Linked DNA regions of Mus musculus: all the other regions are linked to region 2. The links are chromatin contacts, called in public ChIA-PET, Hi-C and promoter capture Hi-C maps. All regions are on one chromosome and are shown on one strand. The core of a region is the stretch at or near the end of the contact, and the rest is flanking DNA. Distances in the headings are between cores, read along the strand shown. Region 1 overlaps Sidt1 (SID1 transmembrane family, member 1). Region 2 holds the start of Nepro (nucleolus and neural progenitor protein). Region 3 overlaps Sidt1 (SID1 transmembrane family, member 1). Region 4 has its middle 23 kb from the start of Ccdc80. Region 5 overlaps Atg3 (autophagy related 3). Region 6 overlaps Spice1 (spindle and centriole associated protein 1). Region 7 holds the start of Btla (B and T lymphocyte associated).

What was found. Promoter capture Hi-C pulls out the DNA fragments that hold promoters and counts their contacts. A called contact is a pair of places that touch in the nucleus more often than the background predicts. ChIA-PET counts read pairs in DNA pulled down with a chosen protein or histone mark.
Region 1: a contact with region 2 is called in a Hi-C map of cerebellum, with 2.9 times the contacts expected there. The contact joins the enhancer-like site here to the promoter of Nepro in region 2. A contact is called at or near these places in 19 of 39 promoter capture datasets (the 3T3-L1 cell line, 3T3-L1-derived adipocytes, the C10 cell line and 13 more), 36 of 484 Hi-C or Micro-C datasets (B cells, the Ba/F3 cell line, the C2C12 cell line and 25 more) and 18 of 115 datasets of contacts at active chromatin or transcription factors (the 230-238 cell line, astrocytes, cardiomyocytes and 10 more).
Region 3: a contact with region 2 is called in a promoter capture Hi-C map of embryonic stem cells. The contact joins the enhancer-like site here to the promoter of Nepro in region 2. A contact is called at or near these places in 13 of 39 promoter capture datasets (the 3T3-L1 cell line, 3T3-L1-derived adipocytes, cranial neural crest and 5 more), 1 of 484 Hi-C or Micro-C datasets (the G1E-ER4 cell line), 10 of 115 datasets of contacts at active chromatin or transcription factors (acute myeloid leukemia, embryonic limb bud, embryonic stem cells and 1 more) and 1 of 9 other capture datasets (embryonic stem cells).
Region 4: a contact with region 2 is called in a Hi-C map of bone marrow-derived macrophages, with 21 read pairs. The contact joins the enhancer-like site here to the promoter of Nepro in region 2. A contact is called at or near these places in 15 of 39 promoter capture datasets (the C10 cell line, the HPC-7 cell line, HPC-7-derived erythroid cells and 11 more), 2 of 15 datasets of contacts at CTCF or cohesin (CD8 T cells and the NIH/3T3 cell line), 34 of 484 Hi-C or Micro-C datasets (CD4 T cells, CD8 T cells, DN3 thymocytes and 23 more), 33 of 115 datasets of contacts at active chromatin or transcription factors (the 230-238 cell line, CD8 T cells, the SCID.adh cell line and 22 more) and 3 of 9 other capture datasets (adipose tissue, liver and pancreatic islet).
Region 5: an RNA polymerase II ChIA-PET map of memory CD8 T cells shows a contact between it and region 2, with 24 read pairs. The contact joins the enhancer-like site here to the promoter of Nepro in region 2. A contact is called at or near these places in 11 of 39 promoter capture datasets (the C10 cell line, the HPC-7 cell line, cranial neural crest and 6 more), 4 of 484 Hi-C or Micro-C datasets (bone marrow-derived macrophages, cortical neurons, nephron progenitors and 1 more), 12 of 115 datasets of contacts at active chromatin or transcription factors (the SCID.adh cell line, acute myeloid leukemia, bone marrow-derived macrophages and 8 more) and 2 of 9 other capture datasets (adipose tissue and liver).
Region 6: an RNA polymerase II ChIA-PET map of memory CD8 T cells shows a contact between it and region 2, with 90 read pairs. The contact joins the enhancer-like site here to the promoter of Nepro in region 2. A contact is called at or near these places in 7 of 39 promoter capture datasets (3T3-L1-derived adipocytes, the C10 cell line, cranial neural crest and 4 more), 9 of 484 Hi-C or Micro-C datasets (B cells, brain, cerebellar granule neurons and 6 more), 11 of 115 datasets of contacts at active chromatin or transcription factors (bone marrow-derived macrophages, cardiomyocytes, craniofacial prominence and 8 more) and 2 of 9 other capture datasets (adipose tissue and liver).
Region 7: a promoter capture Hi-C map of liver shows a contact between it and region 2, with 3 times the contacts expected there. The contact joins the promoter of Btla here to the promoter of Nepro in region 2. A contact is called at or near these places in 1 of 39 promoter capture datasets (liver), 3 of 115 datasets of contacts at active chromatin or transcription factors (bone marrow-derived macrophages and memory CD8 T cells) and 2 of 9 other capture datasets (adipose tissue and liver).

What each region holds. Positions count from the first base shown.
Region 1 is chr16:44,253,412-44,256,597 of GRCm38.p6, reverse strand. It overlaps Sidt1 (SID1 transmembrane family, member 1), which reads left to right. Exons shown (of 25, transcript NM_198034.3): 20 at 1,571-1,647. Among named protein-coding and RNA genes, the nearest start is that of Sidt1, 78 kb to the left of the region's middle. Within about 2 kb of position 1,662, at least 25 of the 459 cell types and tissues checked have an H3K27ac peak or open chromatin away from gene starts, as enhancers often do. A contact at or near this core is called in cerebellar granule neurons, cerebellum, forebrain and 1 more, where this site is marked.
Region 2 is chr16:44,722,758-44,725,715 of GRCm38.p6, reverse strand. Nepro (nucleolus and neural progenitor protein) reads right to left here and starts at 1,415. Exons shown (of 9, transcript NM_145972.4): 1 at 1,248-1,415. The coding sequence starts at 1,353.
Region 3 is chr16:44,279,760-44,282,656 of GRCm38.p6, reverse strand. It overlaps Sidt1 (SID1 transmembrane family, member 1), which reads left to right. Exons shown (of 25, transcript NM_198034.3): 8 at 132-203; 9 at 769-862. Among named protein-coding and RNA genes, the nearest start is that of Sidt1, 52 kb to the left of the region's middle. Within about 2 kb of position 1,641, at least 10 of the 459 cell types and tissues checked have an H3K27ac peak or open chromatin away from gene starts, as enhancers often do. A contact at or near this core is called in embryonic stem cells and stem cell-derived epiblast-like cells, where this site is marked.
Region 4 is chr16:45,069,525-45,072,265 of GRCm38.p6, reverse strand. No RefSeq gene overlaps it. Among named protein-coding and RNA genes, the nearest start is that of Ccdc80, 23 kb to the left of the region's middle. Within about 2 kb of position 1,380, at least 72 of the 459 cell types and tissues checked have an H3K27ac peak or open chromatin away from gene starts, as enhancers often do. A contact at or near this core is called in the NIH/3T3 cell line, adipose tissue, bone marrow-derived macrophages and 2 more, where this site is marked.
Region 5 is chr16:45,180,435-45,183,561 of GRCm38.p6, reverse strand. Atg3 (autophagy related 3) reads right to left here. Exons shown (of 12, transcript NM_026402.3): 8 at 872-906; 9 at 586-741. Among named protein-coding and RNA genes, the nearest start is that of Atg3, 23 kb to the right of the region's middle. Within about 2 kb of position 1,546, at least 3 of the 459 cell types and tissues checked have an H3K27ac peak or open chromatin away from gene starts, as enhancers often do. A contact at or near this core is called in memory CD8 T cells, where this site is marked.
Region 6 is chr16:44,360,795-44,363,865 of GRCm38.p6, reverse strand. The region is part of intron 4 of Spice1 (spindle and centriole associated protein 1); the gene reads right to left. Among named protein-coding and RNA genes, the nearest start is that of Spice1, 15 kb to the right of the region's middle. Within about 2 kb of position 1,760, at least 14 of the 459 cell types and tissues checked have an H3K27ac peak or open chromatin away from gene starts, as enhancers often do. A contact at or near this core is called in memory CD8 T cells, where this site is marked.
Region 7 is chr16:45,222,966-45,225,702 of GRCm38.p6, reverse strand. Btla (B and T lymphocyte associated) reads right to left here and starts at 1,366. Exons shown (of 6, transcript NM_001037719.2): 1 at 1,242-1,366. The coding sequence starts at 1,350.

The DNA.
Region 1 (3,186 bases), core at 413-2,912, 470 kb after region 2:
AATAGGCCTGGTGGTGGGTACCTGTTATGTCAGCAATTGGAAGGTGGAAGGAGAAGAATGGTGAGCACAAGGTCAGCTTGGCTACATAGTGAGGTCCCATTTTAAGTACACAAACACACACACACACGTCACATTAACATTGGTTCAGCTATCCCCAGCCTCTCCACCCATTTCCTCAAAAACTTTACTTCCTAACTACATGTTCATTTCTCTTTAGTCCTCAGGAAAACATGTAGGTAGAAGAGTCAATAGCGGCAATGAGTGGACATAAAACCACAGAGCCATTTGTCCTGTTTACTGCTGTGTCCCTTGTCCTCAGACCCTACAAATTAGACCTTGTGGGTAGTTCAGGAGAGCAAATGGGTGTCTGACAGCAAGGGCAAGATTGGAAGAGAAAAGGCCCTCGGTTTATTCTTTAGGGAAGAGCTGAGAATCTGAGACAGGCAGAGTCCATGCCCTCCATAGGGGTGGGGAACAAACATCACCTTTACAAATAGGAGGTAAAAGCCATTGTTTTAAGGGAAACTGAATAAATCGAGTGGCGGCTTACCTATTTGGCTTCCTTCTTACAGATCATTTCTCTCTCTTATTTCTTCTCTGCTTCCCGCTGATTCAGATGTGTCTGACACAGGTAATGTTCTTCCTCCCTTTGTAGGGGGTCTAAACTGTTCATAGACCCAGCTTGCTGTCTGCCAGCTCTGCCCCCTCTTTCCTTTCTAAGTCAGGCAGCCTGCATGGGAGGATGGTCTAGAGAAAGGCTTGGAAGCCACTCTGCATCCCAACCCACGCTGGGGTGCATCACTTCTTGTCTCTTGTATAGCCAGGTTCCTTGCTCTTTGTTAAATTCAGTCCCCAGAGGAACTGTGGTCCACTCTCAGCAGTGCTGGCTCTGGGTACACTCAATCTTACCTTTGAGGTCAGGACATGAATAGCTCACTGGAAGACAGCCTCCTCTGACCTTGACTCTGAGGGGAGCAGCTAGAGCTCTCACACCGAATGCCTTCCATTCCAAACATGACTTACGTGGGACTACATTTAAAAACCCTTTCCTGCTTTTCTCACCCTATCTTAACTTCCATTACCTAGTAGTTCTTTCTAACCATTCTTAGTACAGCCCAGTACCTCTTGGTTCAGAACTCAGTAACTCATCACTAAGTTGAGAAGTGTAGATTGGAACCCTTACAAGATAGATCTCCATTCCCAGTATGGAGAACAAGTAATTGAAGGTAGATTTGAGGATCCCATGACATCTCTCCTGATAGGAAACCCCACCAGAGTGACCCGTAAACAATGGAAGCGTAGCTGAAGGAACCAGAAAGGTGTCTGCTGTCTGCCATTCATGTTCCTTGGCAGCCTTTCTGCCATATAACGCATGTGCATGGTACACCCGCCAAAACAACATAATTTTCTACATCATATACTTATACCTGATAGGACACCTGTCAGGTGCAAAGCATTCTAATGGCTTTAATAGAGTGCCGATGGCATCCTCCTGGACCCCAGTCTCAGGTCATTTCCCAGTGTATGTATTTCCTCTGTGTGTTCTCATGGTGTGATTGTGTCAACACAGATCTGGGAATCTTCCGGCGGGCTGCTATGGTGTTCTACACGGACTGTATCCAGCAATGCAGCAGACCTCTGTATATGGTACGTGCATGTCCCTGTGTTCCTTGGCCATCTCTCAGAAAATGGAGGAACAGTGGGAGGGCCAGGCTTCGGGCAGTGACTCAAACCTCCAGAATTCCAAAGGACCAGATGGCCTGAGCTGGCTGCCTTCCAGTCAGTAGGGAATCATATTGCTTACGCTTTTAAAAAAGATTTTAAAAAGCGGTCCTATTTTTATAAATTAAATACTTGCTAGTCTGTAAAGAAGATAAAGGAAGTATATATACACACACATACATGCACCCCAAATTTTTAACATGGTATATACGTTTTAGTCTTATTTCCTTTTCTAGAACTTTGCCAATGACTACTATATCTACATTACACCCGACACTTCCTCTTCCTTTCCAAATTTATGACCTCTTCAATTATTATTGTTACATATAAAAATAGCTATATACATACATACACATGTATATGCAACCCACCAAGACTACTTAGTATTGCCCATATATGTACACATGTTCAGGACTGATCACTTGGGATTGGAAAAATTATATGGGAACTCCTCCCTGGAGGAAACTGATCCTCCTTCTCTAAGTAGTCACGGGTCAGCTGTCCACATGGAATTTTGCCCTATCCTTGACGGACATCACATGGAATACACCAGACATTTAAATAGAAATGATTACTGTGAGGAAAATCAAAGCAGAATGCCTTTGTAGATAATCTAAACAGATGCCATTGTGAAAATGAAATTTCACACTAGTAATCGTTTCACCAAGACAGCAGGTGTGAACTGGCATGGCTCTGAGCAGATCATCCCTTCTGATCACATTCATTGATGTCATAGCTTATTTACTGTTGCTGTGACAGGACACTTAGACCAAATGCCACGTGTGTGGGCAAGGGCTGATTTGCCTTACACTACCAATCACAGTCAGCCACTGAGTGAAGTCAAAGCAGGACCTCAAGGCAGGAACTGAAGCAAAGACTATGGAGGGGTGCTGCTCACTGGCTCGCTCCTCATGGCTTGCTCAGCCTGTTTTCTTACACAACCCAGGACCACCAGCCCAGGGGAGGCACCACCCACAGTGTGCTGTGTCCTACCATATCTATCAATAATCAAGAAAATGCCCTCAGAGACGTGCAATTATGGAGCCATTTTTGCAGGTGACATTCCCTCTTCCCAGATGACCAAGCTTGTGCCAAGTTGATAAAAAAAAAAAACTACCCAGAACAATTGGAACTGTCACTTTCTACATTATCACCTGTGTACATTTTTATAGCAGAAACATTATTAAACTGTAGTCACTGTTTGATGGTTGGAATGCTTCTTTAACATTCTCCCCTGTAGTCCTCATATTATCCATTTCTTTACTAAGCCTAAGAGTGTGGGGTCCCAGCACTGCCTTGGTTTCCTGGCCATTGACCTTGGAAAGTAACCAACTGAAAGGCCACTTACATCATCTGCATCCTTGGCCTTGGCTTTATATGGTTCTGTGCTCAGATCTGATGCTGTATTCTGCCCTGGCACACAAGAATTCAGTAAGAGCCCAATTAATAATCATATAATCAGAA
Region 2 (2,958 bases), core at 166-2,665:
TTCATTTCCCCAATATGGCCAAGAAGCTGGTACTATTTTTTATCCCCATTTTTGACTGGGGTAAAACCTGTCTTAGAAATAACAAAAAGTAACTGACAGTCATAGGACCAAAAGCAGCTTCAAAAACAAAAAGTTGGATGTAACCGTGAAAACTACAGTATTTCGTAGCTGTGTCTCCCGGTAGCTGAATGTCCCTTCGTGATTAAACATCCTTCAAGCTTAGGTAGGCTGCTCTCGCTCTGGCGCACACCTTTAATCCCAGCACTGGGGAGGCAGAGGCAGGGGGACTTCTAAGTTCAAGGCCAGCCTGGTCTACAGAGTGAGTTCCAGGAAAGCCAGGGCTACACAGAAAACTCAGTCTCAAAAAACAAAAACAACAACAAAAAACTAAGGCAACCCAGGTATTAACTCACAATTCGAAAGACCCCCACCTCATTATAATATTTAGGTTTGAATATTTTATTACGTTTTGGGGGGGTCGGGGTTGTAGCACAGCATTAAATCCAGGGGGAGATGTAGAACATATTACTTGCAGAAGTTGGTTCTCGCTTTTTACCACGTGAATCCTGAGAATCCTCATTTCGGCTTGGCCATACGCATGGGCCCATCTTTTCGTCCCACCCACCCAATAGGCTTTTCTAAAGGATCATGGGAAGAACGTTCCAAACGAGAGCCGGCCCGTGATTTGGGAGCGGGTAAATCAAATCGCCCGATCCCTCTTATATGGTTAACACCTCCACAGCATATATACTAACAAACTAAATTAAAACTCACAACACAGACCCCACCCCCACACACATCTCTTTGCGAGTCCCTGTTTTCTAAACAAACTGCTCTAACTATCTCATTTTTCCCCACTTGAGAAGAACCGAGAGACCAGAGTAACTCCCTCGCCCAGTAAGGGGAAAACGAGCTCTTGTATTTTAGAGACAAGCCGGAGGTCCGAAGCCCCGGCGTACGGTACTTGGGTGACAGCCCCGATCCTTGGGGACAGCACAGGACCCAGGCAGCGTTTGGGGGCTACACATGCAGGGCCGGGACTAGTCGTGCTCTCCTGTTCCAGCACAGTCACGGCGAAGCCCAGGCGCTTGCCAGCAATCCTCATGCCACACTATCCAGGCCGGACCTTCCGCCTGGCGCTCCCCTTCCCGGCGTGCCCCGCGCTCAGGAAGTCCCACCCCGTCCCACGTGAGCCCGCCCGCCGGTTCCCGGAGACACGCTAGGACTTCCTTGCCGGCCACACTCACCCAGGGTGGCGCTGGGGTCCCGCACGGTCAGCGTGCTGCAGTTCCCCGCCTGGGGGATCCTCACGCGGTTCCACGGCTCCGCACCCGGCCGCACCGCAGCGGCCATCTCGAGCGGCGTGGGAGGGCCGGGGAAGGCCGAGCGGAGCGTGAGCGAGTTGAGCGGCCTGGGCAGGAGAGGGAGGGAGGGAGGGGACGAGGGCGGAGCGGGGCGGGCCGGAGGTGTGGGGCCCGCCCCGGGGCGGAGTCACGGCCCGTTAGACCCGCTGGGAAAGGAGAAACGTGTTAGAGTATTCTGAGGCTCCTACATTTTTAGAGCAACTTCGAAGCTATGCATTTTACTGATGGATCCGAGTGAGGCCCAGCCTTTTAACTCTTACTCGGATATTTTGAAAAGAAGAACTCGCATCATATCAGCAAATGTGACATTCGTCACGTAGTCACGATTTATTTGGAGTAGTCAAGGAAAACTATATAGCTTGGATATAGCTCAACTTCAATAATTACAAAAAACCCAGAGGTTGTCTTGACCACCCATTATCACCGTCATTTTCTCCGACAAAATATTCCAGGCTCTGCTGGTTCTGATCACTGATTACTGGTGATTGTTCGTTTTAAGTCCTTGGGGCCTTCTTGCTTCTGTTCATAAGGTTTCTTTCGCAGGGTGGAGAGGAGCAGTTGGTGGGCATTAAGTGAGACTGCCAAGTTGCTTCATTATGTCTGCGGATTACCATATATTATCCCAAAAAGGTAATTTCTTCAGACCTCAGTGTGCTTGGGGGTAAAGACTTCTTAGAACAGTGCCTGCTGTACAAATTTTTACTCTTACTAGACGTATTTAACGCAAGTAATCTTGCCCTACTGAGATGCTCTCTGTCCTGTGTGTTCCTTACAGATAATTGCTCGTTTTTGTTTTTGTTTTTTTGTTTTTTTTTTTTTTCTGTTTTTTTGGGTTTTTCGAGACAGGGTTTCTCTGTATAGCCCTAGCTGTCCTGGAACTCACTCTGTAGACCAGGCTGGCCTTGAACTCAGAAATCCTCCTGCCTCTGCCTCCCAAGTGCTGGGATTAAAGGCGTGTGCCACCACTGCCCAGCTTAATTGCTCTTTCATTTGAACCATTTTGAAACAATCTCACTTCTTCAGTCAGCTCTGGGATCACTATCTTTAATAACACTTCGTAAACTATCCTCACACCATAACGACTTAAATGCCCCTCTAATGCACTACCAAATTACCTGTGTGTTAGTTTCCTATTTGGGCTGTAACATATTACCACAGACTTAACAGAATCAACATAATGTTTCTGGACTTGTGGAAGACAGAAGATATTTTAGTTGGAGATGTGTCGTGTGTGCACGTTGGAGGCTAAGGGTAGTGGTCAGGGTCTTCCTTTACCACTACCCACCTTTGCTTCTGAGTCAGGCTCTCCCGCTGATCCTGGAACTCAGTGTTTGGTGATCAGTCCCCAGAGGCATCCCTTCTCCATCCCAACCCTCTGAAACGCCTTCCTAGCCCCAGTTCAGTCTTACTGAGCTAAAATTAGCTGTTTAATGGGCTGTTTCCTTCTGAGGGCTTTAAAGAAGAGTTTCCTTGACTTTTCCAGACTTTTAGTGGTTGCTGCATTCTTTGGCACATGTCCACATCCTCCATGTTCAAAGTCACTACAATAGCATCCTGCAATATCTCCCCCTGTTCAGAGACAAGGAGAGATAGA
Region 3 (2,897 bases), core at 392-2,891, 440 kb after region 2:
AGTCTAGTATCTGATCCATTGTGTTCTGTGTCTTGTTTGTTTGTGTTATTGTTTTGGGTTTTTTGTTGTTGTTGTTGTTGGTTTTTGTTTTTTTGTTTTTGTTTTTGCTTTGGTTTTTGTTTTTTAACCAGAAAATGAAAACCAGACCTGGAATCTACAACGATCAAAGAACCTGAAAGTGACCATTGTCCCATCCATCAAAGGTTGGTTTTGGCTTTGGAGTGTGGTGGAGAGAGTCCTGTGTGGGGAGCTCTATCGTGTCATTAAATGCTAATGTCTCCCTCTCAAGGGGAGCCATCATAAAAATACTCAAGTGTATTTAATGTACAGATAGGATCAGATCTTCTTGAAGAGAAACAAGCTAGCGTGCCTGTTGGTGGTGGAGTGCTTGCCTAACTTGTATGAGGCCCAACAGCCCAGAAAGATGGGGGTGGAGGGAATAAGGAAGGAGAACTAGAGAGAAGGAAAGGGGAAGAGAAAGAAGAAGTGGGGGAAAGAGAAATAATGGAAAAGAGAGATAGAGGCAAGGAGAGGAGGGAGGGGACTCAACTCTAGAGTTGTAGATAGTGATCTTTTCAGGTCGTCACTACAAAGCTACTTGTGGGTAGCATCCCAGTGGCCTCCCACAGTGCTCAGCTCCAGTGACATATTATTGGGATTTAAGAATGGATGTGATGGAAGCTGATCGATCTTATAAGCGGTGCTGTCCCCAACACAGTCCTCCTATTTCCAAGGACAAGCTGACCAAAGCTGTTTCTCTCTCCTCAGAATCTGTATATGTGAAATCTAGTCTTTTCAGCATATTCGTTTTCTTGTCCTTCTACTTGGGATGCCTGCTCGTTGTGCTTGTCCATCATGTGAGGTAGGTGCACAGGTTCTTCCTCCCCTTTGCCTCTCTGTGTGGTGTTCAGAGCATGGGCTTTGGAGCACACTGACTGGCCCACTAAGTGTGGTCTTGGGCAAACTGCTTTTTCTTCTGTACTTGGACTGCAGGTTTTTCTTATGTGGAGTGAAAGAACGTTTGGCTCACTTGCAGATCTGAAGTCAATGTCCCACATAGCATGCTGGTAGAGTTTTCACTGTGAAAACACAACAGTGAGGTGACTTGTCTGAGTTTGTACCTGAGAATCCTCTCTGTAGATCCCACAGACTGAAGGGAACCGCCAGCTCTTTCCAGCACGGAGTCTGAAAACAAACTGAAGCATTCTGTCGAAAAGTTAATCGAATGCTTAAAATAAATCTTGAGGTATAGTCCGTAGCTGGAGCGATGTGCTTTGATACATATTACCAGGTGCACCAATCTCCCAATAAAATATTCCTTCAGGGAAAAGGGAGGCTACCCCCCCCCCACACACACACGGTTTTAAACATAAGTAAATAAATAACATTTTATAACACTCTCTGCTTCTCTCTGCGGGGCTGAGCTTTGAGAATTCTGGTTTTGTTATGCTTTCTGAGAAACAACTACAAAAGGCTGACGGGAGGCTTACAGTAAACAAATAGAGTTTCCCCCTCTCATCTTAAACAGGAGACAAAGTGTACAAAGACAACAGAGAGCTCTGAGACTGTAAGCCACACACCAACTCTGAGCAGCACTCTTGGCTGCTTCCTTGGCATAACAAAGGCCCATCTCTCAGTCCAGGAAACAACTCTTTTTCCGCACTCTTATAAAAGTTGCCTCCAACCTGCTCCCCACCTGGGGTGTGCCTGTAATCCCAGCACTCAGGATGGGGGAGGGGGGAGATTAGCAAATTTAGAGTCTACAGGAACTAATTACATAGAGAGTTCAGGGCCAGCCTGAGCTACAGAATGGAAAGCTTGTCCCAGAAGGCCAAGGCCTGGGGATATGACTCCGTGGGAAGTGCTTCCCTAGTGAGTGTAAGTCTTGGGTCTGAGCTTCAGCACAACTAAAAAAATAAATAAGAACCGGATCCACCACTTTCCAAGCCTGGGTGGATTGAAGCAACAAACTAATTGGGAAATATGCATTGTAGGCCATTTGGAAAAATGGAAATATATGAAGACATAAAAATCTCAGAGGAAAGATCTAAATAACCACAAATATATATCCAGTGAACCCAACAAATTTAGAACAACAGCTCCCCATCAGTAAGATGTTGCCAGCAACATGGACATTCAAATGAGTATATCTCCCCCATAGCGGGCCAAAAGCTCACTGATAAACACAGAGGAAGTGCCGGGATTGAAAAATCATTTGCAAACATCACAGCTAACATTGGCTCAGGTTAAGAATGGTCAGTAGAGCAAGGTCTGTACTCACAGCTACTTCAGAGGCTGATCAAAGGGATTGAAAGTTCAAGGCCTACCTGTGCTACAGAGTGAGTCTTAGCCTGGGCAGCCCTGCCTCCAGATTTCAAAAGAAGTCTCCAGGCAGTGGTTGCACATGCCTTTAATCCCAGCACTTGGGAGGCAGAAGCAGACCGATCTCTGTGAGTCCGAGGCCAGCCTGGTTGACAGAGCAAGTTCCAGGACAGCCCGGGCTACACAGAGAAACCCCATCTCCAAGAAGGGAAAAGAAGTCTGTGGCTAAATCTCAGTGATAGACCAGTTTTCTAGCATGGGCCAGACCCTAAATTTAATGCAAAGAAAAATAATCACCCATGACTGCTAAGTTGAGGAGGGGGATTCTGACAAGGAACAGGGTACAGTGGTTGTGTGGCCTGACAGTGTAGCTTCATAAATTACTAAGTCAAGAGAGAAAAATAATAAATATGCAGCGGAGAAACAAAACACACTGATCCGTTGATGAGAATAAATACCACTGGGGGAAGGTGAGCAGAGTGTGCCTCCAGACATGACAGCACCCCGAGGGAGGTCCAGCCTCACTCCCTATAGCTCCCACAAATGTGTATTTCGAAACTAACTATGGGGAAGCA
Region 4 (2,741 bases), core at 131-2,630, 350 kb before region 2:
CCTTGAAATGGAGTCACGAAACATGACCCCATCTCTGGGAAAACAATATAAATCATGTATCAGATAGTATTGATAAAAACTTTCCCAACAATAATATTTTATATGGCTGCACGTGTGTCATCGGAAGTAGGTTTTGGTATATTGTTTAAGAAAACCTTAAATAAAAAGAATTAAAACAGTATAAGTTTATGTTTTGAAGATTTACAGAGAAACAGGAGCTGATGTCAAACAGTAACTGATCACACACATTCATTAGCTTGTTCTTGGGAATTTGCCACTAGCCTTAGATAATTTTTGTATTTTGATGTACCAAATGATCATAACAATATTCATTCTACCTAGATGTTTTACTGAAAACACCTTTTTTTTGAAGTTGTAAGACTTGGATGATTTTGTATTTTGATGTACCAAATGATTATTGTTATTTCTGTTCTATTTCGCTGCTTCACTGAACACAGCTCTTCAGAGCTGTAGCACCTGTTTCTCTTATGTATAAAACCCTTGCTTGAGAGCTGCAAAACACACTCAGGTTCCTTTGCCTTGGGAAGAGGCAGGTTGTTCCTATGTTTGCTCCTGACTCTAAACAGATGAAACACAAGCTAATTGCTGCCCTCTGGGCATACCAAGACAGTGTCTCATAATCCCTGGAATGTAGCACGAAGTCTAAAGGAGATGAGAAATATGCAGCCTTTTCTCTATATTTGTACCCCAGACACTCTGTGAAGGCTAGTATGGGGTGTGGTATGCATTCGTGGTATGTATTCTGCCTCTGTGTTTGTTTCTGTTTGTCACCACCCAATCCTTACCCACCTGACCTCAAGAACCCACATCCCAGGAACCCCCATACCTGGCTGGGGTGGTCCGTTGCACCCCTGGACCTTTCTAGCATCTTCTTTATCATTTATAGAATTCATGAACTCAGATCTTGGCCTGGAGGTACATGCTCCTTAGTCACTTATTCATCATTGGGAGAGAGGGCTTAGCCTCTGGCAGCCTCCATTATAACATTCATACCTGAAAGGGAGCCCCAAAAGCCAGCTGCTTACTTTAATGGAAACAATTTTAAACCCCATGCTTGGTATGTTTCTAAAGCTTATGTATCTGATTGGTTTCCTGGTGCTTTTCTCTATGTTGGCAAATTCGTGCCAGATGAGTTTTTCATTTGGTTTTGGTTTTGATTTTTTTGATGGGATAACCTTTCTTTGAGGTCATAGGGCGAAGTCCTTAACTACCTATCTTGCTCTTGTTTAACCAGTATCCTTTGCCTTGGGAATAGGCAGGTTGTTCCTATGTTTGCTCCCAACTCTAAATAGATGAAACACAAGCTAATTGCTGCCCTGTGGGCATACCGAGACAGTGTCTCATACTCCCTGGAGTGTAGCACGAAGTCTAAAGGAGATGAGAAATATGCAGTCCTTTCTCTATATTTGTCCCCTAGACACCCCGTGAAGGCTAGCAAAAGTCTGTTCTGATTCTGCAAGTACTCTGTGGTATGCATTTGGGTAGTAAAATTACATTTTGCATTTGTAGTCGGTATTTCATTTTTGAAAAAAGTGAACATCTGGTTTTCCTCTATTTAGTTTTGAAGCTCTAGAACAGCTGGGCAGGGCAACTTGGCCTTGTTCTGCATCTCCGTGAGTCATAGCTGAAGCTTCCACTCCATCAGCTACTCGCCCATTGGCTCACCAGCTGCCACTCATCTCCCCACAGCTTTTCTGGTTCTGGATGAGGACAGGGTCTGGATCAGCTTTTTCAGTCCAGCCCTTGGGAGTTTCGAGAGTGCCAATATTACATGAAGATGCTCTGGTCAGCTGTTACCAAATGTGAAAGGCCCAGCCCTGAGTGGGTGGAAAGTAGAGTCTGGCTTGCACTCATTGGGGTTTTGAGTCATAGCAGATTAGTGTTTAGACAAACTGTTTTTTCTCTCTTCTCTATTTTTCTGATCTGAAACTACAGATAAAGCAAACTGTGCTGAGGCTGTGAAGACTCACTGATTTTCACCAAGGAATTGAGTTATTTGCGTCCATCTTATGAGTTCCGTAGTATTTGGAAGAGGGAGTTTGTTTGTTCCATGCCTCAGTGCTCTTGAATTCAAAAGTTCTCCATGTTTCCTAGACCACTGCAACGGTGGGAGGTTCTGACCCTGGCTCACAGGAGGACCAAGGTACAGCCCTGTCTGAAAACTCTTCATCAGGGTTACCATGGGAGCCATAGCAGCCCCTCCAGCACCCAGGTGTAGGGTTCTCTTCCTAACCCACCATGTCAGTTGGGCTATTGTGCTCAGTCTCCATTATAGCTCTCAGCTACTGGAAACAGCTCACACTCTGTAACCCAGCACTCAAGCTCCTCTGGAGTTTGTCCCTAAACTTTGAGAGCCAGCTGCTGCTATCAGAGCCTCGTGCAGCATAGCCTAGGTACACTACCTGCCATTGCTGTTTGTCCTCTGATATCCGTGGTTTCACTCTATGCATGCCAGAGTGCTGTGAGGTGGACAATGGCTCCGTGTGCTCCTTTAATGTTCCCATCACCTTTTCTCTTTGCAGATTTCAATTCCACTGGGGCCCTGATTATCCAGACCCAGGTCAAAGGTGTCTGCTGCTTTAGAGTCTCCCTTGAGCACACTTTGAACTGAGCCACTCTTGACCTCTTCCAAATTTCCAATCCCTTTCCCAGCCTTCCCTCAAGGCTCGTGCTGGTATCTTCACCTGGAAGAAGAGGTTACAGTGCCTCTTTTTCCTGTC
Region 5 (3,127 bases), core at 297-2,796, 460 kb before region 2:
GATTGTTTGAGAAAGGATCCTGAACACTTGGGCTCTATAACAGGAGCCATCGTTAATGTTGAAAATATGGCACAAGTAAGTAAGTTTATAGATGCCAAACATTTTCAAATTTTAAGAATTTATCCCTTAAGCCCATTTCATTTTTTACTTCCTTTTATGAAGTCATAAAATGGCAAGTTAAATGAGTTGATCTAACTTCAATTATTCTGTAATCCAATATCAGCAGAATAAAAATTGGTAAGGGAAATACTATAGGACATAATCTGTTTGTAAATGTTTATATACTCCACAGATGGATTCTGACAAAATATAAGGAGTTATACAGAGTTGAACTTCTTGAATTTTGAAGCAATAAGCTTAGAGGAAAAGACTCAGGAGTCAGTATACAACATAGTATTTGTATTTAATCCCTAGCACTGTCACACTGAATAGTTTATTCTAAATGCAAATCAAGTTCAATAATAATAGAACTGTAAAAAATGACTTCAAAAATTTAAAAGACCATATATACTCATGGATCAAATAAAGAAATTGAATTAAATCCACCAGTTTAAAGTCTTTACTTTCTATTTCTTTCTACTTTACCTCATCATAGCCAAACAACCATAGCCGTGGTGTCTGGTAATATTTGTCGTAAGTGATGTACAGGTCGTATGTTCTTGTTTGTAAAATAGCATCTTCACCTCCAGCGTCAGCCTTAGCTTTGCAGGCTTCCACTATTTTCCTTGTGTCTAGGGTAGCCTGTCACACAACAATGACAAAAACTTAGAGCCAGTAAAAATTGTTCTGTAAGACTATTGCCATTATTGAAAACACTAACACCCAAGTTCACTCATAAGAACTATCTTAAAAATACATCAAATTTACAAACCTCATCTGTTTCCAACAATCCACTCTCTTCATATTCTTACAGAAAAAAGAAAAAGAAAAAAGTTAACTGAGTTATAATGTATCAAGACTTTAATCTTTTTAGTTTGATATATTATCACCAAGTAGCATGATCTTTTTTCTTCTTGAAATTTAATAAACAGCTTTGTTCTCACCATAGAACCTACACCCCCGGTATAAAATTTTCTATTCTGACCACATCATGGGCTTTCACCTTCTCACTTAAATACTTCCCAGACTCTCTCAGACATACCCAAGTGGCATCAAGTGCCCTTCGAGGCCATTATTAAGTAAAATAAAATAAGCCTTACTTGAACACAAGCACTGTGGTGACTGATAATGGCCATGATATCACTGAGGTGCTTACAATGGAAGCCACATAGCATGCAGCACAGATATGCTGGACAAAGGGATGATTTAGGTATCATGGATGAAAGACATTGCTCAGCATAAGATGCCATCGTTTTACTTAGAAAACCTGCAATTCAAAACTTAAACTATCATATTTCTGGAATTAATTTCATATTTAATATTTTCAAGACAGCTGATGGCAGGTACTGAGACCCCTGAAGTCGTGTTATAAGGTAACACCACAGCTGACCACCTACACTGCATTCTTTAAAGTTAAAAGTGGTTTCGGTTTTACTATGCCCAAGTCTATATGACTAGTTTCCACCTTCGTGAACTCAGAGGCCGCTTATAAACCAACATAACTTATCACAGTCAGACACTTTCTTTCCTTGCCTTTCACATTATTTTGTATTGCCTTTCTCCTAACTTTCCTGATGCTGCTTCTTCAGTATTTTCTACTCTGCTTCTTTTATTGCATCTACTTAAAAACAAAACAAAACAAAACAAAAAAGCCCAGCAATTTACTAAACAATGTTTTAGTAACAGAAGTAGGAAAGATTTCAAGCCTGGGACATTGTCTTTTCAAATACATTGCCATTAAAGATAAACTCATCACATCCATTGTGTGGGTTTTGTTGTTGTTTTGTTTTGTTTTGTTTTGTTTTGTTTTGTTTTGTTTGAGACAGGGTTTCTCTGTGTAGCTCTGGCTGTTCTGGAACTAACTATATAGACCAGGCTGGCCTTGTACTCAGAAATCATCATTAGGGTTAGGGTGTGTAACATGGACACAAACTTTATTTTGCAACACTACTATATGACTAAGGGGAATTACAAATCATATATCTAAAACTGACCTGACTCCTTTCAAGGTAATTACTCTCAGTTAATGGCATTTCTCCAGACATTCAGGTCACATTTGTCTACCCTGCCTTTCACATTTCACATCTAATCCAGCATCAAATTGCTTTCACCCTACCCTCAAAATATTTACATTATTATTTTTCTCACTGCTACCAATGTTATTATCCTAGCCCAAGCTACTATTATTTTGCATTTTTATTTTATTTAGTATATGTTATAAAAAGTTTCCTATTTTCTTTTTCCTCTCACTATTCTTCTATTCTTGGTTTTCAACTTGATTAAATATGGAATTAACTAAAAATGAAATGGCTAGACACACCTGTGAGAGATTTTTCCTATTATTTGACAGGGAAGACCCACTTCTAATACAGATCTCTGAGGTGAGAAGATGCACCTTTAATCTGGGTCATACCTTCTGCTAGCAGCCTAGATAAAGGACAGGGAAGAAGGACACTCCTTTTTGTTTGCTTACTCTCACCCTTATTTGCAAGCCCATTTCGTCACTGGCATTAGATACTACTTCTCTCAAGATTCTGGTATGCACTGAAGATTAGCAGAGACATGTGTCCTCACGGACTGAACAACTACTGGATTCTTGGACCTTCTGTTCATAGACAGCCATTGTTGTATTAGGTGAACCACCCTGTAAGTTATTCTAATAAATGCCCTTTATATTATAGATCGATAGATAGATAGTCAGACAGACATACATACTCATTCTATATGTTCTGTTACTCTATAGAATTTTGACTAACACAACCACAAATTTACAGTCACAGCGATTCTGTTCAAATGTTAACTCATTTTACCTAGAAAACTGCTTCAGTGACTTCTCTCTAGTTAGGACACTATACCATTTGGCTCCCAGTTACTTGTCTGACTCCACTATCTTCTTCTTATTCTCTAGCTATAGAATACTTTATATAAGTCATACATGTTCCCTTCTCAAGACCTTTGTTTACTCCCTTCATTGCAGATATATTCTCAAAGTATATTCCTTGACTAACTTAGCAAAATATAGAAATGG
Region 6 (3,071 bases), core at 511-3,010, 360 kb after region 2:
TGCTGGCGAGGATGTGGAGAAAGAGGAACACTCCTCCATTGTTGGTGGGATTGCAAGCTTGTACAACCACTCTGGAAATCAGTCTGGCGGTTCCTCAGAAAATTGGACATAGTACTACCTGAGGATCCCGCAATACCTCTCCTGGGCATATATCCAGAAGATGTTCCAATCAGTAAGAAGGACACATGCTCCACTATGTTCATAGCAGCCTTGTTTATAATAGCCAGAAGCTGGAAGGAACCCAGATGCCCCTCAACAGAGGAATGGATATAGAAAATGTGGTACATCTACACAATGGAGTACTACTCAGCTATGAAAAAGAATGAATTTATGAAATTCCTAGGCAAATGGATGGATCTTGAGGTAACCCAATCACAAAAGAACTCACACAATATGTACTCACTGATAAGTGGATATTAGCCCAGAAACTTAGAATACCCAAGATATAAGATACAATTTGCTAAACACATGCTCAAGAAGAATGAAGACCAAAGTGTGGACATTTTGCCCCTTCTTATAATTGGGAACAAAACACCCATGGAAGGAGTTACAGAGACACAGTTTGGAGCTGAGACGAAAGGATGGACCATGTAGAGACTGCCATATCCAGGGATCCACCCCATAATCAGCATCCAAATGCTGACACCATTGCATACACTAGCAAGATTTTGCTGAAAGGACCCAGATATAGCTCTCTCTTGTGAGACTATGCCGGGGCCTAGCAAACACAGAAGTGGATGCTCACAGTCAGCTAGTGGATGGACCACAGGGCCCCCAATGGAGGAGCTAGAGAAAGTAACCAAGGAGCTAAAGGGATCTTCAACCCTATAGGTGGAACAATATGAACTACCCAGTACCCCACCAGAGCTCATGTCTCTAGCTGCATATGTATCAGAAGATGGCCTAGTCGGCCATCAGTGGAAAGAGAGGCCCATTGGTCGTGCAAACTTTATCTGCCTCAGTACAGGGGAATGTCAGGGCCAAGAAGTGGGAGTGGGTGGGTGGGGGAGTGGGTGAGGGAGAGGGTAGGGGACTTTTGGGGTAGCATTAGAAATGTAAATGAAATAAATACCTAAATAAATAAATAAATACAAACAACAACAACAACAACAACAACAAAACCCAAAGCCATATGCTACAGATGAGTCAACTCTGCCTACTGCCACCAGATGGCATTCTTGAGCTGAAAGGAATCTTAAAATCAAGGCAGCTCCTTTTCTAACCCTGACTCAAATCAATAAAGCATCTAATATCAAACACGCTGAGTGGAATTTCTCTGTAATAGAGAAAATCACATCACATGGCAATTACTATTTTACAATACAGAAATATAAGTGAGTAGCATTCTTCTGCTATCCTTTCTGCCATGGCCAAGTGGGCCGGCCGGCTAGGTCAGTTAATGAGATTGCCATTTGTACCTTCCATAGAGTAACTTTAGAACTGCAAAGGCCAAGAGCACACACCGTACAGAATACTGGGCTTAGGGCCCACACTAGAAATAGTAAATAAACTCTAACCACTTTAGTTAGTTTCCTGCGACGTCAATGGCGCACAGCATGGGTTTTACTTGAGACCTGATTATAGTTGACACCGGGCATGTAGTTGTTAATAAGATTGTTTTTCCACTTAACTGCTCTGTCAGCTCCATGACTTTACTTTGACAGAGGGTGTGTGGTGGTTTGTCTATGCTTTGCCCAGGGAGTGGCACTAGTAGGAGGTGTGGTCTTGATGGAGTAGGTGCGATCTTGTTGGAGGAAGTGTGTCATTGTGGGGAGTGAGCAATGAGACCCATCTCCTAACCACGTGGGAGACAGTCTTCTAGCAGCCTTCAGATGATGATGTAGAATTCTCAACTCCTCCAACACCATGCTTGCCTAGATAGATGCTGCCCTGCCCCACCTTGATAATGGACTGAACCTCTGAACCTAACCTGCAAGCCAGACCCAATTGAATGTTGTCCCTTTTAAGAGTTGCCTTGGTCATGGTGTCTCTTCACATCAATGAAACCCTAACAGGGTAATGCCTTAAAAACAAAAAGTAGTAAATTCTTCAAATTATCAATAGAAAATAAGCTGTGTTATTTTTCTAACATGGTAACAACCATGCCTTTGTATCAGGGATATGCCTACCGTCCTATCATATCCATTAAATACAGACAACACAAGCACAGAAAAATTTAGTGACTGAAACAAAATATGCGCATGCTCTTTGATCCTTAGTTTTCTTTTCTTCCTTCCCCCAGTACTTGAGAGTAAACCCTGAAACACCCTAGGTAAGTGCTCTAACACTGAGCTAAAGCACCAGCCCTTGACTTAGTGCTTCTGTTAATAATTAACCCAACAAACAAGCCTGTACCCAAAAACACAATGAAGACTATCTGCTGGATTATTTATCATGCCAAGATAAGATGCAATCTGAGTGGCACACACTACTACTTATCCCTAATACTGCCCTTTAATAGCAACTCCTAAGTTCCTGGTGGCGGTGGTGGTGGTGGTTGTGGTGAGTTTTTGACACAGGTTTTTTTTCTGTAACAGCCCTGGATGTCCTGGAACTTGCTTTGTAGACCAGGCTGGCCTCAAACTCACAGAGACCGACCTGCCTCTGCCTCCTGGTGATGAGTGCTGGGACTAAAGGCATGGGCCACAATGCCTGAGCCGACTCCTGCATTTTAATCAAGGAAGCAGCTCAAGTTCCAACCCATCTTTGAATACAGGAGCCTCCAAGCAATAGTGTCCTGGAGAACAGCACACAGTGCCAATGGCTGGCATAAAAGGAGTAGCAGACACTCTCTACTTCCACTTGCTGTTGCCCTGCAAACAACTGAAGGACACTGTAGCAGCCACCCTGTGTTCAGGATGCTGAAGAACTGCGGGACCCTCTACCAGCTACCTCTGAGCTCTCCATGAGAGAACTAAATCTGTGTTTTGTTTAAGTTACTATATTGAGTTCTTTTATTCCCAGAAGCTAAGTGTCCACAAATAGAACAATAATAAATTATGGCAAATCTACATCCAAACCTAGACATTAAAAAGGTAAATTTATTTCTAACTACTGACTTTCAAGATACA
Region 7 (2,737 bases), core at 117-2,616, 500 kb before region 2:
TAATTGCATCTACTTACCATAGCTAGGCACTATAGGTATAAGAAAAGGCCAACTGCTAGGTATAATTATATATTTTTTAATGAAGAAAGGAAAACTAAGAAAGGAGAAGAAACTTAACTGAGTTCATAATGTAAGTAGCAGAGGGAATAAATACTCCCACCTGATAACCAAGTTTCTGTGCGTAATAAATACCAGATTATAACATACTGGGTAGAAGAATATAATGCGAATTACAACCCCAATTGTGCTATAAAATTAAAAATATTTCCTTTGTTTCACAGAGTCCAGTCTGCAAGAGGTCCCTTAGAATTAAATAGAATTAATATTTGACTCCTCTTGTCTTTCAGAGGTGGGTAATAATAAACAAGGGCTTGAATGACTAAGAAGAAGTTCTACTCTGCTCTTGGCTAGGTGGTCTTGTGACATCAGATCATTGAATCCTAAACCTCACAGTTCCAGATTTCAAGATGACATTCCACAGGACCTCAGTGGTTCTATTTTTCAATCCAACACGAATGTGCCCAGTTGCTACACGTGTGATGGTGGAAGATAAATAACCCAAGGATCCCAAGCATTACAGACCTTGTCTTCATAAACTATGGAGAATTGTTTCCTATTTTCAGTTGGCGACCATTCACAAATCATCCTGTCCAGACAAACTAAAGCGACACTCATGATTTACTCTTCAGCCTCACATCGAGAAGCCTGCTTAGTACTCTCATAGTACACCCCACAGTATTCTCATAGTATACCCCACAGAAAGAAGGAGGCAGTCTATTTAGATTGAACATTATTTGAGTGTAACCATGGCCACAGCTATAACCACAAGTATCCAAAAGCTTTCCCACCCCAGTAAGCACTACAACATCCTGCTGACATCTGATACCAAGACATGAACGTAACAAGTCTTTTCTGTTAGCATGGCAGCCACAGAGAGTTTTGTAATAGTGACAAATCTGTACTGACACATTTATAACATCTGCTCAAATCTCTTCACTTACCATCAGGACCTGGTTTTAGGAAACTTAGCTCCAGCTATGGATCAGTTTTTGCTCTGTAGCCAGGTGAGTAGCATGTCCTAACTTCACTCACATCCTGGAGCGTTTTCAAGAAGCAAAAGGGACTCATCACTCTGAGCTATATATGCCCTGGACATGAACATCCCTCTCCACAGAGCAAGCTCAACTATCACTGACAGGAACCCCGAGGAAGAAAACCAGCTTTCTTAGTAGGTCCCTTACCATTCCTCTTAGTAGCTTTCTCACAAAGGATGCTCCAGAGGCCCAGATGGAGGATGAAGAATTCCCTAAATAACCGAGGAGTCCCAAGCATGGCAGGCACTGTCTTCATTCCCAGCACGTGTCAGGTAAGGGCAAACTTCCTCTTCCTCCCTAGAGATCTTCAGAGCTGGGTCACGTTATTCACACTAGCAGCATCTTAGGCCAAAATAAATTAATTAATTTAAATCAAATCAGGAGACCTGGTGGGAGAGGACAGTGTGAGTAGTCCGAAGGATTTGTGAGAGCAAGAGGCCCTGCTGTGGTTTTGTTTCTGATCCGACCTGCTGTTCTCTTTCAAGCCCTCTGATGTGCAAAGCAGCTGGCTCCTTGCTTCCGCTCTGCCACCATTCTTGCATAACCTTGAGGTTTTTCTCAAAGTGAACAATTAAACTTAAAAAAAAAAAGATCTAAATTGTTACAGTCTTTAGGTTTAGATTCTGATCAAATCAGGGTCAGGAAATTCATACAAAAAGTACCTATGGTAAGCATATATTTCCCCTTTTTATAGTTTGTGATTATGATACTTCATCAGTGTAATGTATCTTACAACCCTCCCCCCATGCTCCCATAAAGGCACAGTAAGATGAGAATGTTCCTTGTCATGAAACCAATGAAGACTTATCTGACGTTATGGAGAAAATGACTGACAGGGTGCATTTCATCAACAGAAGAGGGAAGGGCCTCCTTCTTCAGTCTGTAGATGCCTATCAACGGAATACATGCTTGCCGTTAGTACTAGCTACACGATCTTCCTAAATATTAAAGTTCTAAGCAAAATGAGCACTTGAGTGCCAATTAGAGGAAACTTTCATTTTCCGCATGCTTTATGTGGTTGTTGTCGAGATGAAGCAGTAAAGTAAGAAATGGAAAAAGTTCAAAATTGGATAGCTCAGGGTTGCTGAGGGGCTGTGGGCACGCAGCCCACGTTCAATCACTAGCTTATAACAACAGGAATTTGGTAATTCCAAATGGAGAGGTGGCACCTGTGCAGTTTAACTCATTGAATGAAATTGAGAAATCTTTCCCTCAGAGGCTAATGGTACCCTTCCAAGGCCAAACTCCATTTAGGGTACCTATTGCATATTTGTCCAGATAAGCCACAGTGGCTGGAATACCAACATGAGTGAACGCCGCTCCAGAATTTAAGGAACTCAGCCAATCCATGCTGATGCTCACGCACCCCTGGTACGCCAGATGATACAGGTAGTCTGCAGAGCTCCTAGAATCTGCACTGTTGACCAAGGAAGCACCCTGCTTATGGTTCATTTTATACAACTCATCCCCCTTCCTTGCTCAGAATGGGGTGCAAAACTCCTGTTGGCAGTAGAAACAAGGCTCAATGTACCTCTAAAATAGCCTAAGAGGTTTCGAAGAAAAGCCTTGAATCACCACCCATCCTAAAGCTCGAGATATCATCCAAACCACAAATAAACTCTGTCAACTCCAGACCATCATAG